Regions from separate parts of the Mus musculus genome. Here all the other regions are linked to region 3. The links are chromatin contacts, called in public HiChIP or PLAC-seq and promoter capture Hi-C maps. All regions are on one chromosome and are shown on one strand. The core of a region is the stretch at or near the end of the contact, and the rest is flanking DNA. Distances in the headings are between cores, read along the strand shown.

Evidence for each region. HiChIP or PLAC-seq counts read pairs in DNA pulled down with a chosen protein or histone mark. Capture Hi-C pulls out chosen DNA fragments and counts their contacts.
Region 1: a contact with region 3 is called in a promoter capture Hi-C map of adipose tissue. The contact joins the promoter of Scamp4 here to the promoter of Reep6 in region 3. A contact is called at or near these places in 2 of 39 promoter capture datasets (the SN4741 cell line and pre-B cells), 2 of 484 Hi-C or Micro-C datasets (liver and stem cell-derived neural progenitor cells), 1 of 115 datasets of contacts at active chromatin or transcription factors (pancreatic cancer cells) and 1 of 9 other capture datasets (adipose tissue).
Region 2: a FOXA1 HiChIP or PLAC-seq map of pancreatic cancer cells shows a contact between it and region 3. The contact joins the promoter of Misp here to the promoter of Reep6 in region 3. A contact is called at or near these places in 1 of 39 promoter capture datasets (pre-B cells) and 1 of 115 datasets of contacts at active chromatin or transcription factors (pancreatic cancer cells).

Annotation. Positions count from the first base shown.
Region 1 is chr10:80,601,545-80,604,244 of GRCm38.p6, reverse strand. Scamp4 (secretory carrier membrane protein 4) reads right to left here and starts at 1,363. Exons shown (of 7, transcript NM_019575.4): 1 at 1,296-1,363. It overlaps Adat3 (adenosine deaminase, tRNA-specific 3), which reads right to left and starts at 1,365. Exons shown (of 2, transcript NM_001100606.1): 1 at 1,296-1,365.
Region 2 is chr10:79,819,687-79,822,386 of GRCm38.p6, reverse strand. It overlaps Misp (mitotic spindle positioning), which reads right to left and starts at 1,366. Exons shown (of 5, transcript NM_030218.2): 1 at 1,294-1,366. Palm (paralemmin) reads right to left here. Exons shown (of 9, transcript NM_023128.4): 9 at 1,491-2,700.
Region 3 is chr10:80,328,882-80,331,581 of GRCm38.p6, reverse strand. It overlaps Reep6 (receptor accessory protein 6), which reads right to left and starts at 1,437. Exons shown (of 5, transcript NM_001204931.1): 1 at 1,237-1,437. The coding sequence starts at 1,351. It overlaps Pcsk4 (proprotein convertase subtilisin/kexin type 4), which reads left to right and starts at 2,109. Exons shown (of 15, transcript NM_008793.2): 1 at 2,109-2,311; 2 at 2,532-2,636. The coding sequence starts at 2,132. It overlaps Gm51809 (a long non-coding RNA gene), which reads left to right. Exons shown (of 3, transcript XR_003949017.1): 2 at 441-639; 3 at 1,090-1,123.

The DNA of each region.
Region 1 (2,700 bases), core at 114-2,613, 270 kb before region 3:
GAGCCCATGAAGGGCGTGGTGACATCTGGCTTCCCCAGGGCATACACCACGCCTACAACGCACAGCGCCTGACTGGGCTACAAAGCGCCACTGTCTCCAGGGCAGAAGACACAGCTTTGTTTGTCCCCTCAAGACTAGACAACAAGGGACACAGAAAGATGGATGCCTTGGGGACAGATGACAGCCTGGGCTTATGGGCCTCTGGAGAGGAGTTTAATAGCTATAGGATGGTAGCCAATGCTTGGCCAAAGGGGCCCTTCATGTTCATTGCAATTGTGGCCTGTTATTCCCTTGTTTTAGGTGACAGGTGCCCACTGTACACCAGCATGGGAACAGGTTTGAAAGGGGCTCCTTGTACCACAGACAAGGACCTGCGGTCCAGCAGACACTTCCCACCTCTGAGGAACCACACGCCCTCTGCATTCAACAACTGCAGGCAAACAATGGGCCTTGGGTCCTGGGTATAGGGTCCAAAAGAATGGGACCGTGGCTGGACAGACTACAAGGATCAGGTCTGGAAGCTCAGGCCTGAAATACAAGTCACTCAATAAGCCACTAGATGGGAGTTCGGGGCCAGCTTCAGCGGTACAGGAAACTTCCAAAATAAAAAAAATGAAGTGGGCTCGGGGTAGAGCTCAGCAGTGCTGAGCCTACCTATGTCCACCAGTGAGGGACTGAAGCTTAGGTTAGGGCCCCTTGTGAGGGGATGGGGTGTGGCGCAGGGGTAGAGTCCCTGCCTGGAATCATCCATTTAAGGGCTGGGTACAAAGATTAGCGAAAGCTCCTGGAATCCACTTCTGAAGGGAGGGGAAGGGGATCAGTAGTCCAGTGCCAGTCTAATATAACCAAAGTCCAGGATTCGATCCCTGGTACCACCAAGATACCCCAAGAAACCCCATAGGGTACAAGAGCTTAAAGGGAAACTGCACACCTGCTGTAAGGATGGTGGATAAGATAACCCTGAGGCAGGGGACTGTGATGACCCGGAACATACAACCGGAAGCAGCTGGAAATCACAGGGTTTCCGGAATCAGAAGTAGGGTACACGCGTGCGCCGCAAACCAACGGCATAGGGCGCGGTGGGCGAAAAGCCCTGTGCACACGCGTACTAGCGTTGACTACTCGCGCACGCGTACTCCCACCGCCTCCCGGGACGCGCACAACCCTCTCAGGCTACGCGGTCTGTCCCGATAAGGCCTTCTTTCCCTGTCCACCGCCCTTGCCTTGTCACCATCTCCGGTGCCCCATGGCGGATTCGGAACGGCGAAAGCCGAACCCCTACGGCGGCTGCTCACCTGAGGGACACCCGAGCGAACGCCACGCTTATCCAAGTCCTAGCAACCGGGCCGCCACGCCTGCCACCGCGGGGCACCACGGGAGCGTAGTTCCATGGGCGGGGCCTGCGCGATGCGACTACATTTCCCTTAAGGCCGTGCGCGTGGCTGCTTCACAAGGCCTTGCTGAGTCTAGGGGGTTTTCTTATGTGTGCTGCAGCGAGTAGAATACTGTGGTTTGAGATCCTGGGATGGCACTGAACTCGGCCCCTTTGTGACACTTTGAGACATCAGCAGAGAGAAGACTTGAGGCAGAAGGAGACTCTATGGCCATTAGTCACTCAAAGAGCATCTGCCATCATACTTCTGTAAAGTCCCATGTTGCTGGTGAACAATCACTTTTACTGCTTGGAAAGTGACTGTAGTCTGAAGTTTTAGGTCCACTCAGGCCCTCATTCTCCTCATCTGTACATGGGTGAAACAGATATGTGAACTTCTGAATAAGTCTGGGGCTGGGGCTGTTCATGGAGTGTTTTCCTAGCACCCAGGAGAACCTGGATTCCATACATAGCATTCCTCATGGCACAAGCTGGTCATGCCTGCACTCTGGGGGTGGATACAAGAGAACAAAAGTTCAAGATGGTTGGGGCGAGGGCCTTTAACCCCAGCACTTGGGAGGCAGAGGCAGGCAAATCACTGGGAGTTCCAGGACAGATCCTGTCTTTAAAAAACAAAAACAAAAGATGAAGAAAATAAATGAACAAGTAATAGAGGCAGGAGAGATGACCTAACATTAATACCTTTTAGTTAATTATTGTTTTAGATAAAGAGTTTCACAGTGTAGCTTTATCTGCCCAACATGTCATTCCCAGGCCAGAGTCCCTGAGTCTCTCCCAGGGTCCTTCTTCCTCTGTGGCTTAGGACATAAACAGCAGATTGCCTGGCTGAGCCCTGACCAGCAGGAAGGTAGAAAGTGGCACCAGAGAGCCTGGGGTTGGCTCCAGGATCAACCTGTTTGCAATCTTCTAGGCCTGTCTGCCAAACACAATCTTTCTGGAATAAGGAATGCCTTGTGACCAGCTTATCAGAGCAGAGTAGGTCCCATGAGTTTGGTGTATGGCTGCTTGCAAGACAGATAAGTGGGAGATTAGTGTGGATATGACCAGCATTACAAAGCTAGAACCCAAGCCGGGTGGTGGTGGTCCACGCCTTTAATCCCAGCACTTGGAAGGCAGAGGCAGGCAGATTTCTGAGTTCGAGGCCAGCCTGGTCTATAGAGTGAGTTCCAGGACAGCCAGGGCTATACAGAGAAACCCTGTCTCGAAAAACAAACAAAAAAACGAAGCTAGAACCCTTAGGTACAGTGTCTGGCTTCTAGGAAGCCATGTGAACCAAGGGTCTTGGGAAGAAAACCAAGTTTTGGGTC
Region 2 (2,700 bases), core at 117-2,616, 510 kb after region 3:
TGAGGCGGGGTGCATCCCTGCGGAACGAGGAGACTGAATCCCAAGCCTGGGCTAGCTTGTGGGACCCCTTTGAATCTCTGTCTCTTCTTTCGATCAATGCCCTATTTGATCCAGGCAGGCTGAAGGACAGATGTGCACGATGTTTCCAGACTAGCAGATACCACGGCAGGATTAGGAAACTCAGGGCCTGGGTCTCGAATTGCTGCTCTCTAGAAGGGGGTCTGTGGGGCTTCCGGCTGGTTCCTCCCCAACCCTCTGACCCTCCCTTACTCATCCAGGAAATGGGAATTCTCCCTGTCACATTCACAGAAAATTTCATATGAAACGATGACGCCTTCAGAAACACCCAGCGCGAAGCCAGGTACAGAGAAAGAGGCCTACACCCCAGTACTCAGGAGGCTGAGGCAGTGGGATTGCTATTCGTTTGAGGTCAACTTTGGCTACAGAGTGAGACCTCTCTCAAAAACTCAAAGGTAATCATGTAAAACGCCCAGGAACACGGACCGAACAGGTCAGACCCCACCATACCCCTCTGGCAGCCCACGGCCTGTGTGTGGGGCCTGGGCATAGTGCTGGGGTTCCTGGCCTCCCGTGGGCGGGCTTGTGAGGTCCCTCTGAATCTCTTGTCTTCCCTTCTTCCCTCCAGTCCGTGGTCCCCCAGCTGGACTCCAGGGGCCCTTGACAGATGTGGTGCCCATCACCTACCATCGAGGAGACAGTCAAAGCCAGGGTTGAGACAGCAGTTTTCCCAAAGCCCCCTTGGGCCCCTTCATCCCTATTTAGCAGAAGTGGGCATTGAAGTGCAGTGCATATCCAGTCCCACAGGTCGGATGGATTTGAATTAGCACCTCCCTCCGTACATCGTAGGTACTCCACCATACCAACCACCTTTCATGGGGAAACTGAGTCCTGAAAGGGCCTCTGATTGAGCCCACACACCTGACATCTCAGTACTCAGGAAACTAATGCAGGAGGATTACTTAAAGAGTTTGAGGTCAGCTTGGTTATAGGCCTTTTACTCAAGTCTGGAATACCCAGTGTGTTGGGAACACAGGACTCCTAGACATCTATTTTATACAGATAGGGCAACTGAGGCCAAAGGAAAAAAAATTCTCCAAAAAAAAAAAACATGAAAAAAAAGGGGGGTACTCCTCTACTATGCAGAACCTGGCTCAGAACTTGTGGGCTATCTGTGAGGACCTCTCTACTCTCAACATCACAGCCCAAGGACATGGGTGTGGAAGATGTGGAGACCGAGGCCCGTGGGGGTGGCTGGCCACAGCTGTCGCTTACCTGACCAGGTGCCGCAGAGTCCTGGCGAAAATGCCCAGTGAGGGCTGCAGCAGCCGCAGGGGAGAAGTTTCTCCTGTGCTCTACAGGACCCAGCCTTTTTATGGCTCCACCACTAGGAGGCCGCACCCCTTCCCGCCCAGGTGAAACCCAAGAACTTCAGCAACCTGGCTCTACACACTTTTTTTTTTTTTTTTTTTAATTTGTTTCTCTGGGAAAGTCAAGAACATGGGGGTGAAGGGCGGGGCCTTGCCACACGTCAAAAGCAGAAGGGGGCAGCAAGGGCACTTCAGCCGAGGCTCAGGGCTTGAGGAACTCAGGCAGACTCAAAGGAGGAGGAAGACGGGGGTGCCATGACCACGGCCATAGCTCACCCTCAGGAAAGTGCGCCTCTCCTCCAGGCCACGGGAAGGACAGGACACAGACCCCGTGGCCTCTGCTTGAGCCCCTACTGTAGCTGCGGGTAGTGACGGGGCCCGCAGGAGGCCCTGCACCCTGCTGCACACCAGGCTGGGGTCCCAAGGAAAGGGACCTAGACCAGGCGTGGTCCTTTGAAGTTGAGTCAGCTCCTGTGTGCAGGGTTGTGCCTCTGGGGACCAAAGTGGCTACTGCTGCCTGCCCGAAGGTTGGTGACCCTCTGCCAGGCTCCCGTCAGGCCAGGTGGCAGATGGGGGGGGGTCCCTTACTCCCACCCAAAGTGTGTGTGGAGCAGCCTAAACCTGCCTGGATATGCTAGGTTTTGTGGCGCTGGCAGACATACCCACTGACTTCTAGGGTATGGGGGTATGTGGGAAACCCAGGACCCTGGTCCAAACCAACTAGAGAAGAGGGCAGAGGTGACCCCAAAGCTCCCAAAATTAGCACCAGGAAGAAGGGCCCAGTGTGTGCATGGTGGGGGTGGGGGTGGGACTCAGGACAGGGAGTGGCTTGGCTGGCCAACAATGACTCCATCCTGCGGGTGATTGTTCTATCCCCGGTGAAGAGTTTCCCCTGCTTTGAGCTCTGCTACCTATGGGAGGGGATCCACAGGTGCCCATCCTCCTCCCTAGAACTTCAAGACTTTGAGTCCCCAAAGAACTGTGGCCTCACTCCACCTGCCCACATTAGGTCGCTGGCGCCTTGGCCAGGGAGACCCTTTCTGGTCCCCTCGAAGACTCCCCAAAAGTAACGATAAGGCACAGACAGGCTGGCCTGGGGCGGCAAGGGGACACCAGGCTGGGACCACGGTGGGCATAAGCCGCCTGTGTAAACCTGCTGTGACCTGGACTGAGGGGTCCCCATTCTTAGAGGGGCTGATATGGGCTGGCCTGTCTCTCACCAAGGGGTGACCCACGGCTCAGAGGTTCGGGGTGAGTGTGGAGTGTGGTGACGGGCAGAGCACCCCCCACCCGAGACTCGAGGTGCATAGGG
Region 3 (2,700 bases), core at 188-2,687:
TGCCGTGGTCTTGTGATTCAGGAAGGGAGGGGGACTTCAGAACACCACTGCAAGTTTCTGAAGACCCCAAAAGAAGGTCCCTAAAATCATTTCAGAAAGATGATGCACCAAGGCCCTTTCCACACTGCAGAAGGGGTCTAGAACAAGAATGGACCTAAAAACAGCTGAGGTGCTTGGATGGATAGTCCCTTCCTGCAAGTCCCTCCCCAAATCCCAGCCACTACCTTAGATCAACAAATATTGACTCAAAGCTATTGTGCTGAAGCACGGAGGAAGAGAGAGAGCCTAGTGTCCGGGTGCTGGGTCAGTCTCCTCCCAGCCTGGGCCTCAGAGGGCTCAGAGATCCACGGGGACTTTCTCCATGAGAATATTCGAGAAGGAGTACACACAATGGGCTGATAGGGCTGGGGTTGTTGTCCCTTGTTTTTCCATCCACTTAGGGGCCAGCTGGGCCACTGGAAAAACCAGACTTGCAGAGAAACCAGACTTGGGGCCTGGCATGCAGCCAGGGCCCCAAGAGGAGGCAGGTCACATGGAGAGTTGCAGTAGGACCCTAGGGTGCCCTTTTCCAAAGACCTTGGAAGAGAAGCAGGCAAATGAAAATCCCCCTTCTTGGGATTCCAGGATGAGACCCTACAGGTAGGTCAGAATGCCCAAATAATAACAGGGTCCCTGGGGGAACCAGAATGTATTTCCCTTCCATAGATAGGCACCTAGGACATTTTGGTTGCCTGTTGGGGACCCAGCTGTGCATTTCTTCCCAGTCTGGTCTGGGTGCCTAGTACCTCATGAGGTCTTTTCCCAGGCCCATCAGGGACCCAAGATATGCACTCCTTCTAGGTCTGAGTCCTTATGGCCTTGTAGAGGCCCTCAGGAACCTAGGATGTGCACACCTTCCAGGTCAGAGTTCCCAGAACCTCACGATGCCTGGTATAAGGGTCCATCTTAGAGATGGGATGCTGCAGCTAGGAATGAACTCTCAGGACCTCCCAAACCCCGTAGAAAACCTAAGATGTAAACTCCTTCCAGGGTGAGGGCACCCAAACTTCAAGATGCCCAGTCAGAACTTGGGTCCTGCAACTTATACAGGGATAGGACCCGGGAGCCAAGCCTGCATTCCCAGGGCCTCCTGGAGCTCGTCTAGAACCCATGACATGAGTCCTTTCCAGTGATGGGACCCAGGACCTCATGGTGCCCGTTGGGAACCAAGTGACATGCACCCCTCTCCAGGCTCACCCGCGGCGAGATACCGCTTCTCTACACCGGTCCTTGCTTCGAGCGCCCCGAGCGCTTCGGTGGCCACGTTCTTCTGTTCCAGAAAACGTTCGAAGCGCTGGCGCAGACCGTCCATGGCAGCGGCGGGCGCGGGGCAGGCCACTGAAGCACGCCCGCAACCTCGCGCACCGGCGCCGCCGAGAGCGCACTTTCACCACCCGCCCACCGCCCGGCCCCGCCCCCGGCCCAGTGCTTTCGGCCCCGGACCCTGGCTCCGCCCCCGCCCCCCGGCTCTGGCCAATGGGAGGGCAGGGCGGACAAAGGAGGTGGGGCCTGCCCCGTCTCCCCGGCCGCATGGCCCTCTGGCCAGGGTGAGGGCCGGGGCGGCAGCGAGGAGTCCCGAGGGGGCGGGGCCCCAGGGTGATGGCGTGTTGATTGGTCAAGAGGGTGTGGCACGATAGTGATTGGACAAGCGGTAGATTATTGACGGAGAGCGATTGACGTGGGTGGAGCTAGTTGAGGAACAGATGGGCGGAGCCTGGTAAAGATCAGCGCTGATTGGACAGACCAGAAAGGAGGCGGGACTACACTGGAAAAACGAAGCTGATCACGAAGGAGGGGGCGTGGAGAAAAGTGGGCGGGGCCAAATAAAGGTTGAAGGCACCTGTTACCTTGAACCTGCTCCTAAGGGCAGATGGAGGGGTTGTCCTTGTATAGGTGGAGAAAGTGAGGTTCCCGAAGGCTTAGGTCCCTATGAATGTGTCACTCCTAGTGGAATATTCCCACCCCTCCCAGGTGGGGAGGGGGTGGGGGAGGAAGGAAGCGCAAGGCCCCTTGGGAGTTGACAGCTTCGCGTTGCTATGGTGTCCAGGCTGGGAGTGCTTCCTGAAGCCCCGCCCCCGCCCCGCCCCCCGCTATGCGGCCCTCCCAGACAGAGCTGTGGCTGGGTCTGACTTTGACTTTGGCCCTCCTGGCTGTGAGGTGGGCCTCAGCCCAGGCCCCCATCTATGTCAGCAGCTGGGCAGTGCGGGTGACCAAAGGTTACCAGGAAGCTGAGCGCCTGGCCCGTAAATTTGGCTTCGTCAACCTGGGACAGGTGGGTGGGACGTGGGGTGTGGGTCTGGACAACCTCAGATCTGGACAAATGGGAGGGTGTCCCCAAGACCTCCCCAAATATGTATCTGTGTGCCCCTCCATGTTCAATTTGGGATTCTGTGGCTGTCATATGGACCCCTGGCTGAGGTGTATAAAGTCGTGGAGATCCTATCAAAGGAGCAGGGTCCCAGCTATGCCCCTGTTGTCCGTCGCATTCCCAGATCTTCCCTGACGACCAGTATTTCCATCTGCGGCACCGGGGTGTGGCCCAGCAGTCCCTGACTCCACACTGGGGCCATCGTCTACGACTGAAGAAAGATCCCAAGGTGAGAGTGCTCGTGGATGCTGTGTCCCAACCAGTAGCCTTCTGTCACCGTTCCTGCTATGAGT